2 separate regions of the Rattus norvegicus genome follow, and region 2 is linked to region 1. A link is a contact called in public Hi-C data. All regions are on one chromosome and are shown on one strand. The core of a region is the stretch at or near the end of the contact, and the rest is flanking DNA. Distances in the headings are between cores, read along the strand shown.

The links. Hi-C and Micro-C count contacts between places; a contact is called where the count stands out from the background.
Region 2: a contact with region 1 is called in a Hi-C map of the A7r5 cell line, with 6 times the contacts expected there. The contact joins the promoter of Fen1 here to the promoter of Incenp in region 1. A contact is called at or near these places in 9 of 12 Hi-C or Micro-C datasets (the A7r5 cell line, the Rat2 cell line, Schwann cells and 6 more).

Annotation. Positions count from the first base shown.
Region 1 is chr1:215,972,729-215,977,750 of GRCr8, reverse strand. It overlaps Incenp (inner centromere protein), which reads left to right and starts at 3,125. Exons shown (of 18, transcript NM_001106335.1): 1 at 3,125-3,255.
Region 2 is chr1:216,271,553-216,276,742 of GRCr8, reverse strand. It overlaps Fen1 (flap structure-specific endonuclease 1), which reads left to right and starts at 2,347. Exons shown (of 2, transcript NM_001414456.1): 1 at 2,347-2,582; 2 at 4,791-5,190. The coding sequence starts at 4,810. It overlaps Tmem258 (transmembrane protein 258), which reads right to left and starts at 2,136. Exons shown (of 4, transcript NM_001401078.1): 1 at 2,006-2,136. The coding sequence starts at 2,113.

The DNA of each region.
Region 1 (5,022 bases), core at 1,876-4,375:
TTTCAAAACACCACATTAGTTGTAAAGTTAAAAATAACCAAGCTATAGTCAGAAGAACTTTCTCTGTCGTGGATGCTTCTTGATTCCTCTGGCTAAATCCTTCCTCATATCTATAATAAAACCCTTCTCCTTATCATACATAGGAGGGGGACTAGGTGACAGATTGTGAAAGGGAAATAGGATAGATAGATAGTTATTGGACGGATGGGGGTCTGGGACCTGAGGATCAAGTGGAGAGGAGAAGGGGAGAGGGAGACAAGGGAGGGAAAGGAAGAGACAGCTAAAATTAAGGGCCATTTGTGGAGTAGTGTGGAAAACTAATACAGTAAAAACTTCCTAAAATACATATATATGTGAAGGCAATCTAAATGAAACTTTCAAATAACGTGGCAGACAGAACCCTAACTGGCTATTTCTTGTCACCAAATGCAGCTTCCAGTACTGGAGTTGGATTACATCTAATTGGGTTGTTGGCCAAAGGGGCTTCACAGGAACTCCCAAACAACACTGGCTGTCGCCAAGACTATTGGCTGCTCTCCATTAACCAATGGCAAGGCCCCATGGCTGATGATAACACCTACACAACTCACTGAACATGTAGCTGAGCTGGCGCTTACACAGAGCCTTTCTTCACTAGTATATTCCAGCATCTTTGGTACAGGAAGGTACTCTGCATGCTATCAAAAGAAACATAAATACCAACCCAGCCATAAACTGATGGGCGAGCATGACTCCATTTTAGGGTTAGAAGCCACTTATCTGGTGTTGAGTGCTGTGATGGTGTTGTATATGCTTGGCCCAGGGAGTGGCACCGTTAGGAGGTATGGCCTTGTTGGTGTAGGTGTGTCACTTTGGTTGTGGGCTTAAGAACCTCACTCTAGCTGCCTAGAAGTCAGTCTTCCACTAGCAGCCTCCAGATGAAGATGTAGAACTCTCAGCTCTGCCTGCATCATACCAGCCTGGATGCTGCCATGCTCTGGCCTTGATGATACTGGACTGGACCTCTGAACCTGTAAGTCAGCCCCAATTAAATGTTGTCTTGCCTTGGTTATGGTGTCTGTTCACAGCTGTAAAACCTGAACTAAGACACATGTCTTTAATCCCAGCACTTGGGAGGCAAAGACCGGTGGATCTCTGAGTTCAAGACCAGCCTGGTCTACAGAGCAAGTTCCAGGACAGCCAACAATACACAGAGAAACATTGTCTCAGAGAATGCTCCCTCCTGCCCCCAAATGGATTAGAAGCTATCTTGTTATAAGGTCAAACTAAGTTGATTCCTTATTTCTATAAAATTTGGGTTTGACCATGTCTTGACCCTGTTTTTGGGAATTTGCATGTTCCACACCCTATTCCCTGACCTCCACCCCATACGATCCTCTGAAAATCCCCCAACCCTTGAAACCTCCCTAGTTTTGTAGTTCTTGGGCTATTTAAATACCATCTTCTCTTGTATTTGATGCTGTTCTTCCAAACCCTGCTTTAGGAAGACAGCCCTGTATGACAGAAAATAAAGCTTGCTTAATTCAACTACGGAATTTGGGTAATGGGCTTTACTCTCCTTTGATCTACAGTGATGTCCTGCCTGCAGGATGTGTTGGGGCAATAGTGGCACAAACCTGTGGCAGTAACCAACCAATATCTGATTTGAGTTAAGGCCCACTCCATGAGATTGAATCCTGCTTGAGTGACCAACAATCTGAGAGACTAGATAGCTCTCAGGGACCTAGGGTTAAACTAAATACCACTGTCCTACTCCAGGAGCATAGCAATAAAACGACTCCTAATGACATTCTGCTACACTCACAGAGCAGTGCCTTGCTCAACCATCACCAGAGAAGCTTCCTCCTGCAGCAGATAGGAACAAGTACAGAGACCCACAGCCAGACATTATGCAGAGTGAGAGACTTCAGAATACTCAGTTCTAATTGGGATTTCTCCATCAAGTCTCTCCTGTCACGGTTCAGGAAACCCTGTGGAAGAGTGTGAGAGCCAGAGAGAATGGAGGTCACAGGATCAAAGCTCATATGAACTCAGAGACAGAGGGTGCATGCACAGAGTTTGCACAGGTCTGCATCAGGCTCTTGAATATATATTATGACTTCCAGTGTTTTTATGGAATTTCCGAGTGTTCAAACAAGTGGGTCTCTGATTCTTGTGCCTTCTCTTGGGCTCTTTTTTAAAAAAATCCAATTCAAATATGATAGGTTTTGTGTTATCTTATATTTTATATCTTGTTTTATTATTATTATCCCTTAGAAGCCTGTTTTGAAAGAGAGTGGATCCAGATGGAAGGGGAGGTCGGAACTGGGAGCAGAGGGAGGAGACACTGTAATCAGGATATATTATGTGAGTAAAGAGATCTATTTTCATAAAAAGGAAGGACAATTTAAAAATAAATAAAAACCCTTCTTCACCTGTTCAGGGATATTTATAGTTTCTCCCACCTCTTGGCAACTGAGAATGATTCTGTAAAGAAGGTAGAGGTGTAAATATTTGGAAATTGAGGTGTCTTATTTTACAGGTGGTGGTGACACACTTTAAACTCAAGACTTTACGTTTATATTTGGCCAGAAAAACTCTCTGTCCAATCTGGAGAGTACGTAGCAAACACTTCCGGGTGACAATCGCAGTTCTAAGGACACATTCTATAGTTATATGCCTGACTGCTCTTGGAGGGAAGGCTCTGTGAGATTTGCAATGTGTTTCTTTTTACTACTGAAAAGTAGCAGGGTCGCAAAGCTGTCATTCCGAACGCAGAACCACGCTGGACTTGAAACTAGCGAAGCCGCTAGCTCGAAGAGAAATGGGCGTCCTCCCACCAGAAGCCTGCCTTCGCAGTGCACGCTGGGACTTGTAATTCGGAGCTCCGCTCCCTCCGAGACCACACAACCACTTCCTCAACCCGTAGATTGCCGCGGCTTCCGGAAGTTGGGGCGTGTTAAAAGCCTCTACGTTCTTCTCCCCGCCTCCTAGTCCCACAGATTGACAGTAGTAAGAGCCAACAGATAAACGGACTCGTACGTCCTGTTACGTGATTGGTTTGGAGTTTTGTAACCGCCCAGACAAACTTAAGGGGAATTGGTTGAGCCACAATTTTGAAAATCGTAGATTCGCCCGCGCTCATTTCCCGGTTGGTTCTCGCCTGCGGCGAGCTCGCTGTACCGGGAGTCCTGCGGGCTTGGCTTGGCGGGAAGCTTTATCTGAGGAAGCCGCGGACTGGAATCGGAGTGGTCCGGGCAGACGTGGCGCCGCCGGGTGAGTGAGCGCGGGCGGCCGGTGTCGCAGGGTCGTGGTGCTCGTCAATTGGTCTCGGCCGCTTCTCTTCCCAGGGTAGGCCAGGGGAGTCACATTCGTCCCTCGTTGCCTGTGGTGTGGGGATCACTTCCAATAGTTCTGGGCTTGGAGATGAACTCCAAGTCCTTGCACTTGGGTCCCGGGATCCCGAGAATGGTCAGTTCTCTGCCCCACGCCGGGCGGGCCTAACACCTGTGCAGAGCCTGGGCTGCTCTGTAGATCCAGTCTTGAGTCTCTTTATGGCAACGGCTGCTCAGCTTCTTGCATCCCAGCTGAGCAGCATTTAAAAACTGTCCCAGATCCGGAGGCCGGTCCTGCTACTTATTTTGTCATTCCCTTAAGCGTAGGCTCTTGTCAGCAGCGCAGTTAAATCCAGTTTCCTGCTGCCCAGTGTTGGGATTGTGTCATTCAGAGCTTGGAGCTATTGTCCTGGAAGCCTGAGGATAGTAGTTGAAAGCATTTTAAATCCAGGCTCCGTCCTCTGATTTACTTTGTGACTTTGACCAAGATTTGTATGTGCATGGGTGTCTTGTGTGTGCATGGTTATCTTGGAGTATGTAGCAAGAAATAAATGAGAGGGTTCTTGGCATGGAGTAGGCCTCTGAATGGGAGAGCGGCTTTAGCGATCGATCTTACTGCTTGGAGGTGTGTGAGGAGAGGTGCTTAGTTAATTTTCTGCACCCCTAAAGGAGATGGCAGTGGCGGTGCTTATCTGGTGAATGGCACGGAAGAAGTGTTTGTGGAGAGGAAGTGACCTTCCTTCTCCCGGGGTGGCATTTGGTTATTTCATGGACTGAAGGTGAAGCTACCCAGGAGTCTGATTCTTGTTACACCTTCCTTTCTCAGAGTCACCTCTTCTAACTTTTCAGCGAGGGCTTGCTAGAAAGCACATTTCCCCATGGAAGAAGTGTGGTTTTGAACTTGGTGAAAGAAGCACTTACTGAGATTGTAGCTTGAACAAACATTTTGTAAAATTTCCCATTGACTACTTTCTGTTGCTCCTCTGCAAGTCTTTGGGGTCCTTGAACTGTTTTCTCTTTGCTGGCCTTGAACTGGGGTCTTGGACTTTGCCAGGGCTGTTTTCTGGTACAGGGGGATAGGGAGACTCAGTGCAAGGGCCATGCCCATGATCAGCTGGCTGCACAGTTAATGCTTTTCCCGAAAGCCTCAGTGTTCTTATCCATTTGATTTTGCCCCAGTTAGCGCTGCCTTTGGCAGTTTGAGCAGGGTGTGTATTGGCCTGTTCTAACCTGTGCCTAGTGAGCTGCTCTCACTGAGTGTCCCTGCGTGTGATGATGGGGGTTAGGATTAGTTGATGGATGGATGAATTCATTCCACAAATGCCAGACTTTTTTGTTGATGGGCAAGTCACAAGGCTCACGCTCAGAGAGCAGTGTTTAGTGGGTAGAGACCAGCAGGAAGCAAACAAGCAATCACACATTTGCTATGCCCATAACCGGAATCTGTGTGTGAGATCTTGGCTTGGATTAGAGGTCTGATCCTCCTTAAGGATCTGAAAGCTAAGTGAGGAAGCTGCACAAAATGGGAGACAGAGTTCCTAGAGGCCAGCACTTGTTTGAAGGACAAATGGGTAGTGTGCCGCATAAATCAGGCTGAAGAACGTCAAGGAAGATCCTAGAGTCACAAAATATCATGGCATTAAGTTCCAAGAGGACCAGTAGTCTGGCCCTGTCTTCCCTGACCCTTCTCTGTAGGTGAGAGGCTGAA
Region 2 (5,190 bases), core at 1,098-3,597, 300 kb before region 1:
GCATGGGAAAGTCAGAGGACAAATTGCAAGAATTGGCTTTCTCCTTCCACCATGTGTGGGTCCTGGGGATTGACCTCAGGTCACCAGGCTTGAAAGTGGGTGCATTTACCTGCGAGCCATTTTGCAGGCCATTTCCCACTTTCTTTTTAAATTTGGGTGGAAATTAGGGGACAACTTTCTGAGAGTCGCCTTCTGCTGTGACTGAGGCAAGGTCTCTCTTGGTTTTTGGTCACTGTGACTCATATCCCAGACTAGCCCTCAGGCTTCTGGGCATTTCTCCTCCATCCATTTTCCATCTTGCCATGTGTGCACTCTGGGATTATCACATCTGGCTTTTTTTGTTTTGTTTTTTTGAGACAGGGTTTCTCTGGGTAACCTTGGCTGTCCTGGAACTCACTCTGTAGACCAGGTTGGCCTCAAACTCACAGAGAGAGATCTGTGCCTCTGCCTTCTGAGATTAAAGGCATGCATCACCATCACCTGGTCACATCTGGATTTTAAAAAATAATGTGGGTTCTGGGATCCAACTCAGTTATCAGGCTTGCACAGCAAACCCTTTGCCCACGAGTCATCTCCCAGCCCTCTATCACATCTTAAAGTAGAGACGTGGAAGGCTGTGTAGTAGAGCATTTGCCTAGCATGCATGAAGTCTAAAGTATGATCCCCAGCACTGGGAAACAAAACGACAATAACAATGAAGAATGGCAGCAGCAGCTTTTCTTCCAGTGAGATAAGAGTGGCTAAGAGTCAGAGGCCCAGGCACATAAAGGGATAGAGGAAAATGGCTCTTAGGGTTGTTTTCTAGCTAATGATCACTACGTAAGCCATGGCTCTGCCTGGGAGAAAATGCATAAAGAAAAAGCTTGCTCACAATTTCCATTGCTTTTGGAATGGAATCTGTGTCCACACTCTAAGCTGTTGATTTGTGCAGGAAACAAGAACCTAGACTAGCACAGACAGCTCAAATTCTAATTCAGGAGTATTCTTTTTCACTGCCTTAGAAGGGAGCCACAGGGATCTCCTGGCAGAAGACAATTGGGATAATTCTGGCCCTAGTGAATCATCAGCGTCTGAGTTAAGTAGTTGTAACACTATTTTTGTCACAAGGCTGATGCATGATTGGAGAAAGATGAATGTTGACACAGCTAGCTTACTGCCCAGCATAGAGTAATTCCTCAATAGGTATTTGTTTCCTTCCTAAAGTTGCAGAGAAGACGATGAGATAATCCCTGTGAAAGGGCCATAAACGTAAAGTTCTGTACAAATGTTAACTTCCATTGTCACTCCCTAGCCAATGTTTCTAAAGTCCAGAACATAACAACTCCAGAGAAGTAAACTGAGCCCATTGTTCTAAGAGACACAGGAATTCAATTCAGTAAACAATTATGTCCCCCTTCCCCCCCTAAAAGAGCTAAGGACAATTGCTGCCATTTATGGAACCTCCAAATGCAGGCCCAGTGTTTAGCAACAGGAATACAAAGACGAATAGACATCATCCCAGAACTAGATGCACGTCAGATGGTGGTCACTAGGAGGCGTGGCAGAGAAAAAGAGAAGTCCATGAAACGTGGCAAGAGGTGTGCATAGACTGAGAGCTCCCAGAAGACAGACAAGCACCTATGAGAGATTTAAGTGTTTTATCAGGAAATGACATTTATACAAGGGCCTTGCGGGATGAGTAAGATTTCAGCAAGGGAAGCCTTCCAGATAATGATAACTGATCATAAAAAAAGAGAAACAAAAGCACGAGGGTTTTCAAAGTGCACCCTGTGACCTTGAGACTTATAATCAATGACTTCATAAGCATTGTGATGGAAATCTCACCCTGAGGAATACATGGTAAGGGGTTTGCTTTCCCGTCCCTAACTCAAACTAGAGTTTCAGCGGCGCCCCACCCACCGGGCACTGCATACTGAGGCCTCTACAGAAGAACACGGTGAGGACCGGGCACACAAGAGCCCTAGGTCCGGACCCACTGCGCTGTCCACAACTCCCATCATCTCACCATTTTGCCCCGCACAGGATAAACCACCGATCGCCACCGGAAGAACACGTCGGCAGGAGCAAGCGCGTTGAGCAACAGGAAAAGGATGTGGTCCATTGCGCGTGGCATTGTGGGACTTGTAGTCCCATGTTTTCAGGGTAACGGAAACTAGGACTTTGGGGACCTACTGTGAGTATCATGGGGTCGGACTGTGGGAAAGGGTGGTGTAAAGTTTAGGTTTTTAATTCATTTTTTCCCGGAAAGAATGCCCGCTGTGAAATCTGCTATCGGACGTGGCACGGCCTACACTACACTTCCCAGGAGGCTGTTCGCGCCTGGTAGGTCACGTGATGAGAGCGCGGGCTTTGGAAGGCGGCGAAGCTGGAAACGATTTCGGCTCGACATTGTAAGAACAGGCTTGTGGCTGTCCACAGAACACTGGGGATCCAAACCACTGCTAGCTAGGTGAAGCCTCGTGCACTCGAGGCGGAGTGAGGTCTCGCGGAAGCGTCTCCGAGAGCGGCGAGGGCCGCGAGAGCAACACCAAGCAGCCCGGGGCTTGGGCTATTCTCACTGATCCGAACATCTCTCTTCGCTGGTAGGAAGAAGGTGATACCCTCCTGCCCGTGAGGACTAAGAGATCAGAGCAGGTTCTTCCTAGGGCCCTTGTGAGGAGTATGGAACGGGGAGGTTTTCCTATTTATTGCTGACATCAATAGACAGTGTGTGCTTTTTTGTATTTCTGGCTAAGGCAGGTGTTGGAAATGTCCCAAGGACATTTCTGGGTAAGGGAAGCCTGGAAGATTAGTCAGAACAGTGGGGCCCAGTTAATAAGGTGATTGATAAGTTGGCCTTCGGGCACCGGGGCGCAGGGAAGCTAGGTGTGTTTTTATCCTGCCTACAGCCATTTCATTTAAGGCTTTGCTATCTGCAAGGTCCTGTGGAGGCCGGACCGAGACTATAAGAACAGAACAGGTTTCCCCCTGTGTGACTTAATGGGTGGTAATATCCTATATTCATTCTAGCAAAGTAGTGAGGTGTGAACCATGTGGTTGACTAGGGAACATGGCACAGCATTTGGTGATGTGTGTGTTCCATCTGGTGTTTTGGTTGACCAGTTCTGCAAGGCAGAAATGATTAACGTTCTTATTTTACAACTCAGAAATGACTCTTGTTTTACAAGATGTAGAGCACTTGCTAGGGCTCTAGGTCAATCCCCATTGGTGTACACACACGCACACACAAACACACCAGGTTCAAGGTTGAGTGTTTTATTTGACTTCTGAGTTAGGGATTCGACATGGGGCTTCATCCATTCTAGGCAAACTACTGTACTAGTGAGAGCCACAATCTTCAGCCCCAAGGCCGAGCGTTTGCTGTTTGTATTCTTAAAGGAACCACAGTAGTCCGGACCAGGAAGAAGTAAGAAAGGATGGCAGGAAGAAGACACAGCTTAGCAAGAGAGAGGCGGGCCTTTTTACTAGGCAATGGTGCCATGTATGCTGAGGTGTTTGTAGTCAGGAAGGGGACTGTATGTATAGTGCCTCTTGGGCTTCAGAAAAGACAGTGAAGTAAGATTGGAAACAAATAAGAGGAACTGACAGGACTTTCTTATGGCGTGGACGCACACTGGGCAAGCATGATGACCTTAATAAATTTATATATTAGAAAATTCTTTTCTTATACATTTAACACATTGATATAACTGGTACAATGCAGATATTTTTGTTTAAGATTGATTCTCTTTTCCCAACTTAATTTTTTGTTTGTTTTTGAGACAGGGTCTTACTGTGTAACCCTGGCTGGCCTGGGACTTGCTATGAGAATAGGCTGGCTTTGAACTCAAGAGATCCACCTGCCTCTGCCTTCCAAATGCTGGGATTAAAGGGATGTGCTATCATTCATAACAAGTTTTTTGTTTCGTTTGGATTTGTTTACCTCTTTTTCTTTAAAGTCCATTTAAAGAAAAATGGCTAGATAAAAGGAAAATTAATGTCTCAGTTGGAAGAGCCAAAAATTGTGAGGAAGTTTTGGAATTGCTTCCCTTGGAACAATTTGAGGGAAGTCTTGAACCACAGATGTGCAGTACTGGGCTCTGTGAATCCAGAATGCCAGCCCTTAAATCAGGATATGTGGTGGAAGTCATGGGCTTTATGTTTCAGTCTTAGTTCAGAGAGAGTACAATAGGAGGACTTAAAACTCCCCTGACATCCTGATAAAAACAGACCCTTAGGCACTAAGGGTGATGGGAAGGGTACCAGCATATGAGATGGTCCTCGTTCAGGGGTGTATCCCTCAGGTCTGCTGCATCAGTTAGGCATCAGTAGAGAAACAATAAGTCAGACGTCATATTTGCATAGCCGGTACTTAACCTGTTCTTAAGGGCTCACGTCTGCCTTTGTGATCTCAGGACCCTTCAAGCTGAGCCAAGCACTCTTGCCTTCTAGGGTCCGTGATGAAGATTAGAGTTGAAGTCACTCTGTGTGACAGATTGTGCTGTTGGGTTATTCAGAGCCCTTGAGTTATTCAAGAGCATCCAGGGTCTCATTCCTCGAAGCACCAGCTCAGCTTCTGGTTCTCAGGAGGCCTGCTTGTTAGTTGGATGCGCTGTAGATGTCCTGAATGAGGCTTCTGTTCCCCTTTGCATCTTCTGCTCTGTTGACTTAGAGTCCAGTTGTGTGTCATGTTAAATTTGATTAAGCATGGGGTTAATCAAATGCACCCTAAAACTTTTGTTCCTTCTGTACCTCCAAGATCCTCCTCTCACTTGTCTTTTGTTGTTGTTGTTGTTTGTTCTTTGTTTTAGCCATTGCTCCTGTGTTACCATGGGAATTCAAGGCCTTGCCAAACTAATTGCTGATGTGGCCCCCAGTGCCATCCGTGAGAATGACATCAAGAGCTACTTTGGTCGCAAAGTGGCCATTGATGCCTCCATGAGCATTTACCAGTTCCTGATTGCTGTTCGTCAGGGTGGGGACGTACTGCAGAACGAGGAGGGGGAGACCACCAGCCACCTGATGGGCATGTTCTACCGTACCATCCGCATGATGGAGAATGGCATCAAGCCGGTGTATATCTTTGATGGCAAACCACCACAGCTGAAGTCGGGGGAGCTGGCCAAACGCAGTGAGCGGCGTGCAGAGGCCGAGAAGCAGCTGCAGCAGGCTCAGGAGGCGGGGGCAGAGGAGGAGGTGGAAAAGTTCACC